Linked DNA regions of Mus musculus: region 1 is linked to region 2. Evidence: chromatin contacts called from public promoter capture Hi-C data. All regions are on one chromosome and are shown on one strand. The core of a region is the stretch at or near the end of the contact, and the rest is flanking DNA. Distances in the headings are between cores, read along the strand shown. Region 1 overlaps Ankmy1 (ankyrin repeat and MYND domain containing 1). Region 2 holds the start of Cops9 (COP9 signalosome subunit 9).

Region 1 (4,885 bases), core at 1,301-3,800, 240 kb before region 2:
AGCCTATGCATCCTCTCATCTGCTCAGGCAGCAAGGACCCTGACATTAACCCTAACCTAACCTCACCTGCCTGGCTGCAGGTTGGGCTTCACCCTTACCACGCTTCCTCTGCAGTTGCAGTCCCTGACCCCGCTCCACATCGCAGTCTCCCTTCCCGGGGAGGAGGGCGTGAAGATCACTGAGCTGCTGCTCCACGTGATCACTAACGTGGACGCCAAGGCAGCGGACGAGGACTACGTGTACAAAGGTGGCAAGGTGCGGCTCTGTATGGACCTGTAGCTGTGCCTACTGACAAGGGGCTTGGGGTGGTACAAAGCAACTCATATGTAGGCTCTGACCACTGTGCTCCTGGCCATAGCCACTTCTGGTGTGGGCAGGCCAGGTGGGTCAGCACCAAACCGTGGCCATGGGAGGAAGTAAGGGCTGGGGATGTAGCCAGGCATGGATGTAGCCAGCCTTTAATTCCTAATACTCAGGAGGCAGAGGTGGGTAAACCTTTGTGAGTTCTAGCAGAGTCTACTTGGTAAGTTCCATAGAGAGACCCTGTCTCCAAAAGTGGGAGGGGCTGGGGATGTGGCTCAAATGGTTTAGTGGTTTCCAAGTATGCAGGAAGCCCTGGATTTCATTCTTCAGTACAACACAACAACAACACAAAAACAACAACAACACAAAAACACTGCTACCACCACAGTAAAACAGGTTTGGTGGTGCTTGCCTTTGAGTCTAGAGGCCCTTTTGAGTGTTGTGGAATTCTCAGTGACTTGAAGAATTCTGAGGCCTGTGTGTGGAGGGTTGTGGGAAGATAGTCCACATCTGTAGTCTGCAAGTAGGCACTCTGGGGAGAGGGACACACAGGACCTGACTCAAGCCTTGTGTTTCCCACAGGCTGATCTCCTGCCCTCAAGCCTGAAGCTCAACAATGAGCCGGGCCCACCCAAGAGCTTCTACTCCACACACACATTCATCCCAGAGGAGGGAGGGCGCACAGCTCTGCATGTGGCCTGTGAGAGAGAGGACAACAAGAAGGTGAGCAGCCATGGGGCCCTGACCTGGGTTGGCTGGTTTGTCACAGAGAGGAGTGTGACAGTGGGGGGGAAGGGACGGGCTGAGTCCTGAGCCTAAGGGACTGTAGGCCAGGCAAGAGCTGCATTCAAACGTGATGTTTGTGTGTGTGTGTGTGTGTGTTTCACCTGTAAGTTGGGATTCGTGCATCCATGTATCTACATGAGTGGGTATTGGGATGTGCATGTATCTACATGAATGGGTATTGGGATGTGCATGCTTGGGTACTGCATCGGGTACTCTTGTGTCTCTGTGGTAGACCTAGACAGGAGATGGAAGCTCTGGTGTGAGTGGGCCCCCCTCGTCACAACTTGAGAAGTTGGCTTCTCAAGGTGGGAGTCGCGGCTGCTGCAGCCAGGCCACGGATTCTGAAGCTGCTGCAGTGGATTTTCCAAATCTACCATATTCCAAGTGGAGTTGAACTCTGTCGGAGCGTGAATGGAAACCATGAATAGGGCCCATGAGTACTCCAGCACTGACATGCCCTTTAGCCATGCATGGACCCACTTCTGGCTTGGCCTGAAGGTCTTGTGTTCTGTAGCCCCACCAAGCTTCAAACGTATAATCTTTCGCCCCAGCCTCCTAAGTGCTGGAATTACAGCTGTCCACCACCACACCCAGCTGGAATTTATTGAACAAAAGCCATGTCCCAACCCCCAGCCATCCTCTTGCCGTCACTGCCCTGTAGCTACTTAGCTCCCATGAACCTGAGGACTCAGTCCGAGCTCGGCCTGTATAGGAACTGCCCAGAGAAGACTGAGTGGCCAGGGCAAGGTCAAGGAATTGGGAGGCTGGGGGTGGGGGGAGTTCCAGGGTACAAATGCAGGATTATAGGTAATGTTGGAGGGGGTGGGAAGGAGGAGAGAGGCAGTGACTGACCCATCAGATCACAGCTTCCTTAGAAGGAAGAGAAGGAGCTAGGCACAGGGTCCCACCATTCCCACCAGAACCCCAGAGGGCAGCTGGGAAACCATGCTGGGGACAGGGGTGGTAGCTGAAGCTGCAGCAAAGGGGCTGGGGAAGGAGATTGGTCCTAGCTCCTAGGATTTGTCACGTCCCAAGGGTGTAGCCTCCGCAGAGCATACAGGGCAGCTAGAGAGGAGTCCTGGCAGCAGTGGGAATAGAGAGGCCACTGGTCACCAGCAGGGCGGGGGGAAGAGGCTCGCAAGTAGTCCCAGCCGAAGGAACTTCCCTCCATTATCCCTGTAACAGGTCAGGGCCTTGTGTGTGGCCATCACAGTGTGCTAGCATCACTGTCCTTTGTCCTTTGAAAGCATATGTCCAGCAATTTATTCACTGGCGCCTTTCCTGTTTTGAATGTTTGGAATCTGACTGAAGCTCCTCCGTCTCCCCCACCCCATGTCCCTGTCTGGAGTCTCTGCTTAGGTGGTGCTGGCGCAAGGAGCAGACAGTTGAGTGGTTGGCTTGGTTTTGAAAGTGTCAATTGTGTCCTTGGCAGCATGTCCAGGCTCCTGGGGGTGGTGCCTCTGACTCCATATGCTTCTGCCTTTCTTCCTGCAGTGTGCCAGGGACATCGTGCGGCTCCTTCTGTCCCACAGAGCGAATCCAAACGTGCTGTGGAGCGGCCACTCCCCGCTCTCGCTGGCCATTGCCAGTGGGAATGACCTGGTGAGCTTCTCTCTACCCACGAGTCTGACGCCCCTGCACCTGAGCACCCAGTGCCTACCTTGGGCCCCTGCCTCTTGTGTACCTGGCTCTTATGCCCACAGCTCTCGTGTACAGGGGCACCAGGCAACAGTGCGATTTCTGCCACCTCTGAGCCTCTTTCTCCAATCAGCTACTATGTTTGCGGTGCCATTTTTCCATCTACTGGTGCATCTACCCAATTTCCCACTCACTAAGCCATCCAGCCATCTACCCGTCAATTTAGCCATAGGGCTACTCAGCCCACTTTTTCTCACCCACCCACTTATTCATACATCCAGACTACCAGTGGCCTACCCATCCCAACTCCTCATCCAGCCCTCCTTCCATTTAACGTGTGCTTACTGAGCACCTTCTGTGGGAAGACAGGTACCACTATGAGCAGAAGGTTTTGAATAGTCTCTGGTTTGAGGACCCCTGCTCCCACTCCCCCATACACACATTGTAGCAGGAAGAGTCAGGCCCTAAAGCAGCAGGCAGCACAGTTTTAGATACTGATGAATGTTGTTAAGAAAAAGGAGAGTTGAGGAGGAGCGGCCAAAGGAGGCAGACAGGATGTGCTCCTGACCAGTGGTGTGTACATGGCCCAGAGCCACTCTTTCCCAGGCTAGAAAGTATGGCAGAAACAATACCCATCAGAGCAGCTACACCAGTATGTGCACCAAAATAGTGTCAGAACCAGGCTCTGGGTAGAACCGCACCTCCTCCCTAAGATGCTCACCCATGATCCTTCCTACCCATCACGTTCCCTGTGGGTGGGACCTATGGGTAGTACCCAGGACTAATGGTCGCTGAGGAATTTGTCTGTGTGTCCAGGTTGTGAAGGAGCTCCTGTCCCAGGGAGCTGACCCCAACTTGCCTCTGACCAAAGGCTTGGGCACTGCCCTGTGTGTTGTGTGTGACCTGGTCTATGAGCAACAGAGGAGCGTCGAGAACAAGATTGCCCTGGTGAGTGAGGGGAAGCGTGGGAGGATGCTGGGAAGAGATAGGGTGTGGAGAGTACCTGCTGGGTTCAGGGTGGGATAGGCTGGGTCATCCTAAGATCATGTCCGTGACCAAAGTAGCCTAGCGGACACAATATCCAGCACCTACCCTCCCCACCCCCACAGCGCTTGGGAAATGAGATAGCGTCAAGCTGTCGGCAGTGTCTGGACCTAGCAGGTCTGCATGCGCATTGCAGGTTACCTGAAACCCGGGTTTATGACCCATGTTAGTGAAATATGCTAAGAAAGCAGACAGTACATTTGTACCTTTCCACAGTGCCTGAACACATTTACTTAGGGTTGGTGGTTTTTTTTTGTTTCGTTTTTTTGTTTTTGTTTTTTTTTTTCCTGATGAGGCAAGGTCTTGTTCTGTAGCCCCACCAAGCTTCAAACGTATAATCTTTCGCCCCAGCCTCCTAAGTGCTGGAATTACAGCTGTCCACCACCACACCCAGCTGGAATTTATTGAACAAAAGCCGCGTCTAGTCCACAGGCCGCTGCTCACCACCCCCTCCTGATTTTACTTGGTAGTCAGCTTCAGCTGTCAGGATTGGACTCCGAGCCTCGCTGTGAACCCTGATAACCCTCAGGCTGCATCTCACACAATTAAGCGTTCAGGTTAAGTCATGGCTCTAGGGTTCCAGGAGGTCGCACTGGAGTGGCTGTGACACCTGGTGTGTGGGCATAGGGCACTGTTCAGTTGGGTAAGCTGGATTTAGCTTCTGAAGGTTGACTGCCACCCTACTCTGTGTGTGTGTGCCACCTTCTGTTTATCTACTCATCCCTCAGTGAGCAAACGGGTATCCCTATGTCTTAGCCATCGTGATTTTTGATGTTACCATGACCATGAATGGAATCAGAGATGGCTCTCCAGGGAATGGCATCTCAGGATGAGGCCAAGCCTGTCTACCCTATTTGCCTCTGACTTTTTCACACACATGGGGGATGGCCACCGTGTAGGCAGTAGGGAATCACAGCCCTTCTGGGCAACTGTATTCTCCTCCGGCTGCCTTTCAGCTGTCGAGTATGCCCACGGGAATTGGGAGTCACGCACCTTATGATGTGTTCATGTGTGGAGCTGCCCTGCACGGCCCCATGTTGAAGGTGGCTTCTGCCACCTCTGCCACCCCTCCAGTGGCCTTGTGTGCTTGACAGATTCTGTGTTCTTCAGATTG
Region 2 (5,006 bases), core at 2,143-4,642:
CTGTGGTGGCTGGCCCTTGGCATGCTGCTGGGGATTCCTGCAGGTGAGGGGCCACTCTAGCCATAGCTCTCTTGCTTTTCCATGCCTCTCCGTCAAAGTGTCCTTGTCCTGGTCTGCAGTGGTTAATGGAGGTTCGCCCTAGGTGATGGCTCTCCTTTCCTTTTGCAGGAGCCAAGCCAATGCCAGAGGAAGCAGGTAATGCTTTTCGATGTCTTTCTCTCACTGGCAAAAGGTACTGGCGCATGCAGGTGGGTGGGGGAGCAGAAGCTGCTCAGCTCTGGCAGTGGGAATGCTAGGTCTCCTAAAGTATGGCAGTGCAAGTCCTGCTGCCAGGGGGAAGCTGTGCATGCTGAAGGATCCAGGGCCCCATCAGGCTGGGCCTTGTCTTCTGCCATGTGAGAACACCCGGGCAGAAGACAAATGAATGGGCTCTTTGAGTCCCACCCTCAGTTTGATCTCAGACTCTGGGTACTCTCAGGAGTCCCAAGACCACAGAGGTGGTCTAGCCTGTGCTCTAGAACGTGGGTGCTGTGTTCTCTGAAGCCTCGTGGGCATGTCGCCTGAACTCCCCCTCTCCCCTCCCCCACATCATCATCTTCTCTGCTCATCATCCTCCAGACAAGGACAAAGCCCCACTTTGTTTTGTCCTGTCTCCCTTTTCTTCTCTTTCCATGGGAGCAGGTACTCTAACGGGTAAGAGGTGCATTCAGAGTGACTCAGACTCTACTCCTGGCTGGGAAGGTGTCCTCCTGGTGTCAGACACTGGAAGCACCATCCACTTGGTCTGGCTGTATAGAAGATGCTCTTCTAGCGGGGATAATGAGACAGGCACCGAGACTACCTGTGTCTTGTCTTTCAGATCCCCACACACAGCCACCAGCTATGCCCTACTGGCCTTTCTCCACCTCTGACTTCTGGAACTACGTGCAATATTTCCAGACCCAGGGCGCCTACCCACAGATCGAGGACATGGCCAGAACCTTCTTTGCACACTTTCCTCTGGGGAGCACCCTAGGCTTCCATGTTCCCTACCAGGAGGATTGAGCAGTGTCTAGTCTTCTGCCTCCCTGGCTGCACTGCCCGGGGCTGAAGGTAGTTCAGAGACACGGGGGGTGGGGGGAGTGGAGCACATGAGCAATAAACTCTCTCTGAAGCTGCACACTGCCCCTGTGGGTTTCTTTCAAGGAGCCGATGTATACTGCCGCACTGTGAATTAGCTGGGCTTCATTCTGATGAGCATGGGGCATGCCTTTAATTAAGACATACATCATTTCTATCCATCAATCACTGTCCATCAGGCCTTTCAGTCTTAGCTGTCACTTTGTCATTCTATCTTCACAATGACCTAGGGGTGGGGTATGGTGGCCCCAGATAAGGAAGCTGAAAGAAAGACACCAGGACAGCTTCACTTGTTAAGTCCACATGCCTAGTTAGGCAAGCCAGACAGCCTTCCCTCGACTGCCGGGTGAACTGCAGTCACATTGGGGCCTGGCACCCACACTCGGTACTCAGCATGTTCCTGGGAGTAGCAAGAATCAAGTAGCCAGAGCCCTGTCTGTGAGGGAGAGCCATAGCCCACACTTATAATATCTGAGGAGAAGACTCCAGGCTGAGGCTGTTGGGGGAAGGGGAGTCTCCCTGGGCAGTCCTCTGGTTACGTTAGGATATGAAGGCATGTGGCATAACACTGGGGCAGCCTGTGTTACAGGTGATGAGCCTCCCTGACATACACAAGACATGCAAGCCAAGAACACAGCGGCAAATGCCCCGCACACCAGCAGGAAGAGGCCTCCCTGACATACACAAGACATGCAAGCCAAGAACACACCGGCAAATGCCCCGCACACCAGCAGGAAGAGAAACTAACAGGAGGCTCCCCTTGGCTGCCTGCTTGCCTCTGTGTCCTTAGTTTGACCTTCATGTGGGTATCTCAGAATGGCATTGACCTGGCATCTGGGGTTCTCCAGTTATTTCTTACACACCCGGCACAGTACACTCAGGCTTAAGGGGTAGGAGTGATTGTCTAGGCTCAGTTCCCATTATATCCTGGCTGAGTAGGTTTCCCTAGATCTGTCCTTACCTGTGATCCCCATTTTCACTCTAGCAGCCTGCACCCCAACCAAGCCCCTGACACCTCAAAGTTGTTAAAGGAAAACCCAACCAAACCAAAAACCCAATCCTACCCAACCCACCCACCCACCCAACCAACCAACAGTTCTCCAACTCTTTGAACGCAGAGGAAGGGAAAACATCCAAAACCATCAGGAGAGGCACAGGAGCAAAAGCCTTGAACTGCTGGAGAGACTCAGCGCAACCACAGTAGCAAGAGGGACTGACAGTCAAGGGGCAGGGTGGGGGTAGATGGGAAATAACTCAGGGGTAACACAGACGCTTTGCTGAAGTCAGGACCAGAGGACATCGTCTGGGGATAGTGGAGGGTGAAGAGCCCTATCAGACATGGAGAGCAGGCAGGTATCAGCTGGATTTCAGGCTTCTTGCTACAGGGATACTTGTTAAACCTGGATTTTATCAGGAGGTGCTCAGAGGATCCTAGGGGGACATCCAGGAGACTCACTAGAGTATTCTAGTCTGTCAGAGCATCTCAGGCCCTCTCTGACAATGATCCACACCTCTCTGTCCCTTCCCCATCTTTTTTCTTTCATTCATTCTTTAAAAACCATGGTATAATATAGCACCCTAACATGTATCCCCCTGGCCACCTCTCAGGGGACAGTCCAGTCATTTAATGGACACCTTCCCCCCCAACCCCACCGCACACCTCTAGAACTTTTGATTTGCAGATCTAAAACTGTGTCCACTGAGCAACCACCATCTCCAACACTGCTGCATTTATGAGTCTGACTGCTCTAGGGATCACTTATGAGTGGTACACAGCGTTTGTTTACGTTTCACTTAACAACATCCTTAAGGGTCCTCCATGCCCATAGCTTAGGAATCCCTTCTTAGTTTTAGGATTCCACACTATCTCACCGTGTAGATAAAGCCCATCTTGTCTGCGTGCACTGGGTTGCTTCCTCCTTTTGGCCGAGGTGACCCTGTGAGTGATCACTGAGCGTGGACTACTTTTGGATTTCTGTTACCCCCAACAGCACCCGGGGATCCAATACCCCCATCTTCTAGCCAATCCATTACTGCCTGCGAATCCTAAACAGTAGCCATTCGGATGGTTTTGAACTGCAGCTCTGCTGGGAAATGGAGAGTCTCCTTTCTCCGCTGACAACTCGTGCTGTGCGGTGTTGCTGGTCCTTAGACCGTCATCTAATCCGCTGCCCTCTTTAGCTCCCAGAGAGCTGCCCTGCAGCCAGGCCAGCGAGTGCCACCGAGGCGCGGTCCTCCGAGGTCTAGACGTGCTCGGAAGAACGCCGGAAGTAGAAGGGGCTGGCCGGAAGTGAGCGCAACGCCGCCTTGTCGAGATGAAACCCGCAGTGGATGAGATGTTCCCCGAGGGCGCGGGGCCCTATGTGGACCTGGATGAGGTGGGGTGGTGGCGGCGCGGAGCGATGCGTGGGGGTGGGAGCACGCCTGCAAACCTGCGCGGGAGCCCAGGCCTTTGGGGATTCAGAGGCTGGGGAAGCGGGAGCTGCCGGGGACAGTCGCAGGGCCCGCGACTGTTAACGTGAACTGCAGCGAGGAAGTAGGGTTTGCTCGCTGTCAGTTGATTGTGGCTCCTGATAAATCTTCCAGAGAGGGAAGGCCCGAGCGAGGCTTACGCACTGACAGGCCTCAAGACCCCAAGCTCTGAGAGAAGGGTAAGGGATGGTGTGTGGTAACTGCGTGCTTGGTGCTGGGACTCGGTTATTTCGTGTAGACACATACAGAGTTTTCGAGCGATCCTGTGCTTTTGATTTCCACCATGGTCACAGATCTCTCCCTGATATGGGTGGTTATGATCAGGAGTGTCAGCCAGCTCTTGTATGTCTGCTTCCTGTTCCTCCTCAAAGCTCAGCGAGTAGGGCGATGCGGGAACGTATCCCCGGACCTGAGAGATGTCAGTTGTGGCCCGAAGAGGCCGGTTGCATATCCTAAGCAAGGGTAGGGTGGGGTGAGGGTGCCCTACAGACGTATCCGTGGGGTTTTAGTCGGCTCAGTTGAGGCTTAAGAGAGGAGCTTGCCCTGATCCAAATATTGAAGGATGTGCCCTGTTGACCTTGGGATATAGATGACGAGAGCCATAGTAGCGGAGCAGAGCGATGCTCCCTTGTCCACTAAAGGAAGGGGATGCCTTGTTGTTTGTCTTATGGTTTCTATTGCTGTGACAAACACCATAACCAAAAAAGCAAGTTGGGGAGGAAAGGATTTATTTGACCTACATTTCCAGGTCATCACTGGAGGAAGGCAGGACAGGAACCTGGAGGCAGGAGCTGATGCAGAGACCATGGAGGGGTGCTGCTTGCTGGCGGGCTTGTTCACTGAGGCTTGCTCAGCCTGTTTTATTATAGAACCCAGGACCACTAGCCCAGGGATGGCACCACCTACTATGGGCTGGGCTCTCCCTAATTGAGAAAACGTCTTACAGCTGGATCTTGTGGAGACATTTCCTCAACTGAGCTCCTTCCTCTCTGATGACACTCTAGCTTGTGTCAGGCTGACACACAAAACCAGCCAGGGCATAATTGAACACCGAGGGGCATGAACAAGCAGGTCCGCATAAGGACGTCTGCAGAATGAAGTGGGCTCTGTGATTCCCCTGATGAGGCAATTGCTCTCAGCCTTAGCCCCTCAGTCCTGCAGCAGGTGATCTGAGGGCATCTCAGTGAGGAAGCCTGACTTCCTGTGGGGGTTGTGCCTTTGGAGGGTTTGGGGCTTCGGTTTATACAGAGATAGTAGAGAAATGGAAACAAGAAGAAGGAAGCCTTAAGGAAGTTGTGATTGAGGCAGTGAAGGCAGGAGGGCTCAGCCAGGACTTCAGAGGCAGTCTGTATGGCTTCCTGCGGTGGCGGGGGTGTGTGCAGAGGCAGAGACAGAGGCAGAGGCAGAAGGAAGAT

The links. Promoter capture Hi-C pulls out the DNA fragments that hold promoters and counts their contacts.
Region 1: a promoter capture Hi-C map of hippocampal neurons shows a contact between it and region 2, with 2.1 times the contacts expected there. The contact joins the enhancer-like site here to the promoter of Cops9 in region 2. A contact is called at or near these places in 11 of 39 promoter capture datasets (the 3T3-L1 cell line, cranial neural crest, embryonic stem cells and 7 more), 4 of 115 datasets of contacts at active chromatin or transcription factors (SST interneurons, bone marrow-derived macrophages, embryonic basal ganglia and 1 more) and 3 of 9 other capture datasets (adipose tissue, embryonic stem cells and liver).

Annotation. Positions count from the first base shown.
Region 1 is chr1:92,877,121-92,882,005 of GRCm38.p6, reverse strand. It overlaps Ankmy1 (ankyrin repeat and MYND domain containing 1), which reads left to right. Exons shown (of 18, transcript NM_001347091.1): 10 at 115-255; 11 at 886-1,026; 12 at 2,584-2,691; 13 at 3,544-3,675; 14 at 4,882-4,885. Among named protein-coding and RNA genes, the nearest start is that of Gm36184, 15 kb to the right of the region's middle. Within about 2 kb of position 2,550, at least 8 of the 459 cell types and tissues checked have an H3K27ac peak or open chromatin away from gene starts, as enhancers often do. A contact at or near this core is called in hippocampal neurons, where this site is marked.
Region 2 is chr1:92,640,371-92,645,376 of GRCm38.p6, reverse strand. It overlaps Cops9 (COP9 signalosome subunit 9), which reads left to right and starts at 3,392. Exons shown (of 3, transcript NM_001163425.1): 1 at 3,392-3,497. The coding sequence starts at 3,435. It overlaps Otos (otospiralin), which reads left to right. Exons shown (of 5, transcript NM_153114.2): 3 at 1-43; 4 at 169-195; 5 at 860-1,159. The coding sequence ends at 1,044.